2 separate regions of the Triticum aestivum genome follow, and region 2 is linked to region 1. The links are chromatin contacts, called in public Hi-C maps. All regions are on one chromosome and are shown on one strand. Each heading gives the region's core, a stretch centred on a gene start, on an enhancer-like site or on the middle of the called end of the contact. The rest is flanking DNA. Distances are from core to core; before and after follow the strand shown.

Region 1 (4,839 bases), core at 1,593-4,092:
AGTTGCATAATCTCATAGTCATAGGAACATGTATAAGTCATGAAGAAAGCAATAGCAACAAACTAAACGATCAAGTGCTAAGCTAACGGAATGGGTCAAGTCAATCACATCATTCCCTAATGATGTGATCCCATTTATCAAATGACAACTCATGTCTATGGCTAGGAAACTTAACCATCTTTGATTAACGAGATAGTCAAGTAGAGGCATACTAGTGACACTCTATTTGTCTATGTATTCACACATGTACTAAGTTTCCGGTTAATACAATTCTAGCATGAATAATAAACATTTATCATGATATAAGGAAATATATAAATAACAACTTTACTCTTGCCTCTAGGGCATATTTCCTTCATGTAGAGCATCTTTATAATCACCCAGTTACGTTGTGACGTTTGATAGCACACAAGGTGTTCCTCCGATATTCGGGAGTTGCATAATCTCATAGTCAGAGGAACATATGTACAAGTCATGAAGAAAGCAGTAGCAATAAAACTGAATGATCATTATGCTAAGCTAACGGATGGGTCTTGTCCATCACATCATTCTCCTAATGATGTGATCCCGTTCATCAAATGACAACACGTGTCCATGGCTAGGAAACTTAACCATCTTTGATCAACGAGCTAGTCAAGTAGAGGCATAGTAGGGACACAATGTTTTGTCTATGTATTCACACATGTATCAAGTTTTCGATTAATACAATTCTAGCATGAATAATAAACATTACAAAATAACAACTTTATTATTGCCTCTAGGGCATATTTCCTTCAGTTTGTTGCCCAGGCTCCCGAGTTTGTATGTATATAGAAGACCGAGATTCGTTCGGTGGAAGAAGAAAAAGGATAAGGTTGTGTCGGAGCTAAATCCGACAGATCTTGGGTAAGGGGTCCCGAGGTTGTGGTCTCTACTAGATGGTAACAGGAAGAATAGGGACACGGTGTTTACCCAGGTTCAGGCCCTCTCGAGGAGGTAAAACTCTACATTTTGCTTTGATTGCATTGATGTGGATGGAGCACAAAGTACAATTGATCTACCTCGAGATCGTATGAATGAGTCTGAAAAGTCTTGCCTATATGGACTAAACCCCTTGGCTTATATAGGGGCCGGGGGGTACCTAATGTTACACACGGTCGGTTGCATCTAGAGATAAATATGCTGAATATTTGAATATGTCTTCAAGTGTGCGCCAAGTCTTTGAAAAATTCCATCTTGTGTACGCCGAAGGTCATGGAAAATATCAAACATGACCCATTCTTCGGTTATAGGTGGGTCCTCGACCCGGCCCATGATGAGTGGTAGGCCGACAAGATGAGTACCCCCTAATCGAGGACACCGCCAGGTTGTGTGCGATGTGGGCCAGGGGCATGAGTGCTCGAGCGAGGCGACCACCGGAAGTTCTTCTGGTCAACCAAAATGAATCGTTTACCTTTTGGTTATCAATGAGCAATACTTCTTTCTGGGGAGCACCTATTCGTCACGTAACTGAAAAAATGTTTCAATAATCACTTTCTTTTCTGACCATCAAATTGACATTCAACGGCTGACTCATCCTCCTCAAACCCACTCAGCCATGTTCATCTTCTTCCTCACGCAGTTGACAGCCGACCTAGCCCTAACCACCTGCCCTAGGATGTTGCTGCAACCTCTTTCATTTGCACCAGGATGATGTTTTATGTTTTTGTTATATTATAGTACCTTTGACAGCGGGTAGCCTTCTCTTTCCACCTCCACAAGAAAGATTCCATGCTTTCCTCCTCCTCCCGTCGATGCCACCGCCGGTCCGCCTCAACTTCGATGGCCTTTGGGCCATGGAAGTGCGGAGAACCTCCTCCCCCCTCCCACAGGGGGAGGGACCCCGTTCTCGTTCTTGTTAAATTTAGCGTCATGGTTGGGGTTGTGTGGTGGCGGCGATGTCCCTCAGTTGGAATAACGTATCCCACATTCTATCCCCATCCTAGTGCATCTAGCTTCGACAAAGGGTATGTGTGGAGGTGTGTCTCCGTCGGATCTCATGAGATTCAGTCGGTGCTGGTCTTTAGTGGATCTATTTGGATCCGGTCTTCTTTCGTCTTTGTTTGAGTGTTTACTTCTGATCTACGACTTTCTTCATCGACGATGGTTGCTCCTCTAGTGCGGGTCCTATGAGTCCTTAGCACGACAACTTCCCGACTGTCTATTACAAGGTTTGCCCGCTCCGACGAGGGAGAGACGATAACGACGACACACCTTTGGCTCACACTAGTGTTTGTAGTCATCACTAGGTGATCGACGGATCTGGTTGTAATTTTTATTACCTCTGTTGTTTGGTGTTCCTATAGACCCAAAGCAGTCGGACCCTTCCCTGGACCCTGCACAAGCGGGAGCTACGTGCACAAGGATGTACTTATTTTTTTGGTGTTTAGTGTTCCTTATACTGCCAGGATTGAAGATGAATATATTGCAAGTTTCTCCGGAAAAAAAATAGCACCTTTGACGGTGGAACCCGTTCCTTGTTTTGGATTGCATGGAAAAGAAAGAGAGAAAACATATTTTGAGGTCCGTCCGCGCGTAACAGTGTTTCTCGCTGCTTCTAGCGACTGTGTGGCGACTCAGTGCGCGTTCTCGTCGGCAACCCTTCACGTTCAATCCCCATCTGTTTTCCAAAAAAACATACACAAAATCGCCCTGATTCTCCTTCCCACCGCCCCATACAGAGATTCCTATCCTCCTCCAGCAAGTGTGAGAGCCCTATCCAGATCTGATTCGGAACAACCTGGTGAGGAATAGAGAGGATTTTGGGAGGAGGTTGTGGGGTGTGGCGGCGGCATATTTGGAGGCGTGAAGGGGGCTACGGTGGAGAGGCGAACCCAGCAGCCATCACCTGCATTGGGGGGACCTGATGGCAGCATACATGGAAGGAGTGGAGATTAAGTTCAAGAACCTGCAGCTCTGTGAAGCGGAAAAGAAAGGGATCAGGATTGGTAGGAAGCAAGCATGCTCCTCTCAGGTGAGTAAGATTCAGGCAGTAGGCAAGCTATTTGCAGAGAGGCCTGCTAGGGCTGAACATGTGGGAAGAACTCTAGGGGGAGTCTGGAGCCCATTGTTTGGGGTGGATTGCAAAGACTTGGGTAGGAATAGATTTCTATTTATTTTCCAACAAAAGGCTGATAAGGAAAAGGCACTAGATGTTGGACCATGGAGATTTAACAATGACCTATTGGTGATGGAAGATTTTGTGCCAAGTAGAACCATAGATGAATATGAATTCAAGACAATACCTATTTGGGTTAGAGCTTACGGCATCCCAATTGGAATGATGAACAGAGAGACAGGAGACTTAGTAGGAGAACAAATTGGAGAAGTTATTGATGTAGACCCAGATGTTAATGGTGATTCAATGGGGGCATTTATGCGGATCAAAGTTAAATTAGATATCACTATCCCAATTATGAGATTTATAACAACGTTCACTGAAGATGAGGTAGAACAAGAACAGAAAGATGAAATGATTCTTTTGGGAGATGATGAAATGAAAGAAATAAGAAATGAGAAGAAAGAAGGGGAGGAAAAGATTGTCTCATTCACATACGAGTATCTTCCCGACTTCTGTTATAGTTGTGGAATTATTGGACATACTGAAAAATCGTGCCCAACTAGATCTAGAAGAACGGGGTCTAGGCAATTTGGATCATGGCTGCGTGCAAATATGTACAAGGGGATCTCAAGCGAAGAAAGAAGTAGGGCTCCAAATAATAAAGGAAAATTCTAGCCACGCAATAGTACAGGTAACAAGGGGAGCAAACAGGGAAGCGATGGGCCGTTCTGGCGAAGAGATGTACCAAGCGAAGATGATGAGGGAGGACCAAGGAGTGATGGGAATGAAGTTACAAGTCCTCTCAAATTAAAACAGTGTGAGAACCAGGTAGTAGGGGAGGAGAAAAGACTGGATCGCGGCGGAATAGTGATACAAGACCCCACTGAAAAGGTACAAAGAATGGAAAGAGAACCAAGTAAGGCTGAAGAGATGAATGACACTATCACAAAAGTAATACATGATATCCAAGGGTCAACAAAGGTTATTTTGGAGCAGAACAAGGAAGAGTCCCAGAACAAAGAAGGAAATATATTTATGGAGTCAGGAAAAGGCATAAAGAGAGGTACTTTCAAGCGAATTGAGAGGAAGGAAAGAAACCAGCAGGACCAATTAAGTACGACAGAATAGAAGAGAGAAAGGTAATTATGATGGAAATTGATGAAGATATAGAACTAGCAAAGAAAGCAAAGATGGAAGTCGAGGAGGGTGAAGAAAAAGAGGAGAACAACTCTGAAACTGCAAACGCCGGGCTGCAGGGACAGCCTGGCGAGCCAAAATGAGAATTGTAGTATGGAACTGCCGGGGATTGCGGAATGGCCCGGCGGTGAGAGGACTTCTGGATCTTCAGAAGCAGGTGGACCCCGACATCCTCTTCTTATCTGAGACCAAATTGGATAAGAGGAGGATGGAAAAGTTTAAGTGGATGTTACAGATGGGAAACATGATAGTGAGAGATTGCGAGGGGAAGAGTGGGGGATTGGCATTGTTTTGGAAAAAAGAAGTAAATTTGGAGCTGCTCAACTATTCTAAGAATCATATTGATGCAAAAATAGTGGAAAAGGATGGGTTTAAATGGCGATTTACAGGTATTTATGGAGAGCCAGCGAATGATAAAAGGAATATAACTTGGAAATTACTTCGCGTAATAAGTCAGCAGCTGAACCTTCCATGGTTGTGTGCGGGCGACTTTAATGAGATCATGTATAACCATGAGAAGAGAGGGGGGCCAGCCAGAGCTCAAAGCCAAATGGAAAATTTTA
Region 2 (4,839 bases), core at 1,465-3,964, 67 kb before region 1:
GCTAGTGGTGCTTTGACAACGAAGCACATGTTCTCTGGGCTGGGCTGCCACCGTCCAAAGCAGGGCCAGTTCAAATTGGTTTTCTCCCTAAGATTGTTGACACACACTAGCCGGTAGGCCGAATCAGCATGCTAAAAAATACTAGTAATACAGATAGCCCCCTCTCCTTCACATGGTCTACTTTCGCTAAGCATCCGAAAAAAACAGCCAGCTAATGGCTGCTTCCGCTTCCTTCCTTTGATACGAGGGCCTAATCCACATGCACACCACAACATTAATGCAGCTGAACCAGAACAGATGCATGCGTAGGAGTATTGGATGCTATGGAAAGGAGATGACGCCAAATGAAGCAAGGCTCCATCTGTTATCTGAACCTAGCAGGCATACAGATGTATGCGCTATCCTGTCATTTACTAGTAGTACTAGACAATAGGCAGGCATCTCAGTAAACAACAGATAGCAAGTCTACTGTTTCAAAAAAAAAAAAAAGATAGCGAGTCCAAAGGTACGGCTTCTAGTTAAAACTTGAGACACAAGACCACCAGAATCTTAAACCCCATCTCCTTTGCTTTAAGGTAGCCTCCGTTAGAAAAGTTTCAAGGTTACATCTTTTCCTTTGAAGAAATGAAATTAACACATTAACGTGTTGATTCGAAATTTATAACATAGCCTTATTAAAAAAGAAAAAAGAACCCAGGAGTGTTGACAACCGGTTGATTTTTTTCCTCTTCTTTTTAAAACAGTACCAGTTGATTCAAGTCATTAAACCATTTATTCTGATATCCATTCCAATTCCAATGAGCATGTACTCACTCTGTAAACTAATATAAGATCTTGAGAGGGAATACTACGTACTGGTATTTTGTTAACTCGGAATTGTCCGGTGCAAGCTTACTGGTACATTTGCAGCAGCAGCAGCGAATAGCTAGCAAACATGTGCATATGGATCTAACTCAGAGTTTTGGCAGTGGTCCCACCCCACCCACGCGCGTCCAGAAATACTGCCAGACGTGTCCAAGAGTGCTATCAACACACGCCTGCTGTCATACTGGATCCGTCAAGAAAGGCAGCCGTTTGGGCAAGCAGATCATGCAGGGGATAGGAGCAAAAGTCGGAAACGCAAGCAAGCAGCTATAGCCGTTTCCAGAAGAAGCTGGTCCATACACATACATCACCTTTGACAAATGCAGTTGCAGTGTGAATGGAGGACCACCTTAGCATTCAAGTCGGATCATATGCCGCCCATGGTTGACACGGCATGTTCATTGTTACTACTGGGTTGGGTTCATCCCTTAGTATTTTTTTTTCTCCCAAGTAAAATACTGAATCTGATACAATTGAAGCCACGTTTCCCAAAGAAATAAAACATAAAATCACGATCGTAAGACAGGGCCAGACAAATTATACGATGCAATCAACCAATCATTATCATTATACTAGTAAGGAAAGGATTTTATGCCCCAGCAATTTGATAAGTTTAAGGACACAAGACAGGCAGGTAAAGGTTCATATTAAGGATCATCAGGGGAGAAAAGCGCAGTACGTACCGCGCCGTCCCGGAGAAGTCCGAGGTCGTAGACGGGCGTGAAGTCCGGGTTGAAGAGGCCAAAGTGCCTTTCGGCGATTGGCCCTGGTTTCTGGTTCTCGTCGAAGAGGGAGAAGAGGTAGGTCTCGAATGTCCTGTTGGGCATCAGCGGCGTGCCCTTGCCGCTGCTGCACACCCGAATCATGCCCTCGTTGAAGTCCCTCGCCTCCTGCACCCCGACGCCAATCTGCCCGGGCTCCGCCTGGGTGGGCCACCCGGCCTCCCCGACGGCGATGTCGACGTCTCCGTACCCGAGCTTCTTCATGGCGGTGTAGATTGCGTCCATCTGGGCGTCCAGCATGCTGGTGTAGTTGAGCTTCGTTGCCGGGTCGTAGATGCCGCTGTTGGGGCGGAAGAGCGCGTAGTTGAGCGTCTCCGGCCGGTAGCTGAAGTAGGGGTAAGGGTTCACCATGAAGGGCGACCCGGTGTCGCGGTGGAACTGCAGCATGGCCGGGAATAGCTTGGTGTTGTAGCCCGCCCGGAAGCTGGCGTTGGAGGGGATGCCGTCGGAGGGGGCGAGGATGCCGAGGTAATGCGGGGTGGTGACGCGGACGCCGGTGAGGCCCTCGGCCTTGAGGGCCTGCGCGAGGCGGCGCATGGCGGGGAGGAGGGAGAGGATGAGGTTGGTGTCGGTGGAGAGGAGGATCTCGTTGCCGGCGAGGAGGAGGGTGACGTTGGTGGCGGGGACGTAGGGGGAGAGGTTGGCGCGGATCCAGGACCGCGCGGCGTCGAGGCCGGTGGCCTTGTCGGCGAGGGCGGGGAGGGCGGAGTTGGGGAGGGAGACGGCGAGGGAGATGGGCGTGCCGGCGAAGGCGGAGATAAAGGCCGGGTTGGCGTCGAAGAGCTTGACGCGGTCGATGGTGGTCTTGGTGGCGAGGAAGGTGGCGACGGAGGTCGGGGAGGGGAGGTTGTCGGCGTTGGCGCCGTAGTTGACGCCGATGTGCAGCGAGGGGGTCGCCGACTCTGCCCCCGCCGCGCCGGCGGCGAGCAGCATGAGGAGGGGGAGGAGGAGCGGCATCGCGGGGGTGGAGTGTGGAGTCGATTGCGGGTTTGAATCTGAGTTGGCAACGGGGGCTTCCGTTCCGTTCAAATACTACTACTGGTTCCAGAGCGGAGTACTGGAGAGGAGAGGAACGGACAAAGGTCGCGTGGTGGGTGCCATTACCTGGCCATTACAGTATTCTTATTCCCTTGTGCTTTAAATGCATTTTTATTTCTGGCTTTGTTGCGGCTGCCATGTGTCACTGTCTTTTTCATACGTACATTTAGGTCATTCATTTTCATATATATTTTCCCACGAGTTCACTATCTTTCATTTATTTTAGAAATCTTTCATGGTATTATTTTTTTGGGGCTGGTACACTACCTTTTTCCTTTGCTTTTGCACCATTTCTCAAAAGTGTTGAAATTAGTACTAGGAAACAGCAAGAAAGAGGGTAGTATACTAGTACTCTAGTAACCAAAGCATGCGTTTGGAATGAATAATCCAAGCCTTTTCTAAAGAATGGAAGAAAGTGAATATGAAAGGAGAAGATGCAAAACGCAAGTGGCCGCGTATTTCCGTGGGGATTTGCCTCTGCTCGAAGCTTTTGAATATTATTCGGCTGGTGCACGTATCGGTGTGCCGGAGAATGAGGGGGTGTTTGGTTCAGGGACTTTTTAGTCACAGAGACTAGAAAAAGTTCCTAAAAAGTCTCTAGAAGCCAAACGGGAGGGACTTTTTCTACAGGGACTAGAAAAAGTCCTAGGACTTTTAAACCAAACACCCCCTGAGGCTGGTCATAGTGGGGAGTAACTTAGAGTAGTAACATGCATACGTTACTACTCTATGTTACTATCCTTATAGTGGGAAGTGTTATATGTGTAGTAACATACACATGCTTATTTATTGTCTTGTAGACTCATTTTGTATTGAAAAGCGCTATGTGATGATAACATATTAGGTTACTTTATTTGTCTCTCTCTTCATTAACTACTTGTCACCTTAATATTTTTGCTTATGTGACATCTATGTTACTACCTATGTTACTTCCCACCATGATCAGCCTGAAGGAAGATAAAAAGGGAACCACGCCGAGTGGTTTCAGGAGACAAAGATGACAGCTCCTTCCTCTCGAAGAAAGCGAGGTGGACATGGGAAAATGGCACGCGCCGACTGGAAAATATCGATTATTTATTGCTTGGATAATCACCGATTTGGACGGTGGATGGGGCAGTTACCGTTGGCTGCCGCGTCGCCAACGGTGGGGAGGACGAGTAGTACGTGCGTGTTTGACCGGGTTGGATTGTGACGCTTCTCAATCTCACCAGCGTGGTCGGCCCGGCGCCAGCCGCAGATTCAGCGCACGTACACGGAGACGGAGATGGAGATCGTGTGGTCGGCAGGGAGAGACGCTCACGCACGAACCGCGTCGTCCCGTCCCTACCCTATCCACGCGTGCGCGTTGCTTGTGTCAGTGGCGCACGCCTTCTGGGAGCTACAACAGCTCAACGGAATCGGCCACCAACATTCCCCTCCCAGCTTTGCTTGCCACGGACTACTGGGGTTTCCGGCCAGCCCGTCCTTCCTTGCTTGCACACCCCCAACTACTTGCTTGATGCTAACAACTGAGATTCCAAAGCCTGCTCATGGCATTACCGCACACTATCCTGCACGAAAGGGAGCTAAGGACATCACTGACCCTCAACCCACCGCATCCGTCTGGACCAACCTCTCCGAACGTGTTTCATCATCCCACACAGTCCCGCATTTGTTCGAGAAACAGTTCAGATGTCACATTTCTCGCAAACCAGAAGCAAACAAGGGGCGTTCGACACCCCAGACCAACCCAATAACCTCTCTCGCACTTTCTTCCTTTCCCGTCCGAACCGGCTAGTGCCGCTCTAGCGCCAGTGTCATATTCATGACGGCCCAGAGCAGACGTGACCTTTCACTATAGCCAGCATTGAAGCGGCGCGTCGGTCGAGAGCGTCGTCCGCGTCGCATCCTGGTGCACGTGTCTTCTCTCCACATTCAAACATCATCCGTCCATCCACCTCCCTCCATTGAACATGTGCAGTTGCAAGGACCCTACTCCGGCGCTCGCATGCGACGCCATACATCTATTAGTCTGTCTGCCGACATTAAACACCTCGCTGCTTGGCCTGACATCCACCCACTATTTTTACATGGTCAGAGCCGAACATGCACACCCCACTTTCGCTCCCCAATATCCTCTCTACACCACACCCCCATAGCCTCAAGCTCCAAAGCC

What was found. A called contact is a pair of places that touch in the nucleus more often than the background predicts.
Region 2: a contact with region 1 is called in a Hi-C map of an unstated tissue, with 9 times the contacts expected there. The contact joins the promoter of LOC123091761 here to the enhancer-like site in region 1. A contact is called at or near these places in 3 of 5 Hi-C or Micro-C datasets (leaf and an unstated tissue).

What each region holds. Positions count from the first base shown.
Region 1 is chr4B:190,653,099-190,657,937 of IWGSC CS RefSeq v2.1, reverse strand. No RefSeq gene overlaps it. Among protein-coding and RNA genes, the nearest start is that of LOC123091761, 67 kb to the left of the region's middle. Within about 2 kb of position 2,842, at least 1 of the 8 cell types and tissues checked has an H3K27ac peak or open chromatin away from gene starts, as enhancers often do.
Region 2 is chr4B:190,720,405-190,725,243 of IWGSC CS RefSeq v2.1, reverse strand. LOC123091761 (glucan endo-1,3-beta-glucosidase-like) reads right to left here and starts at 2,714. Exons shown (of 3, transcript XM_044513381.1): 1 at 1,548-2,714. The coding sequence starts at 2,603. It also overlaps the pseudogene LOC123090055.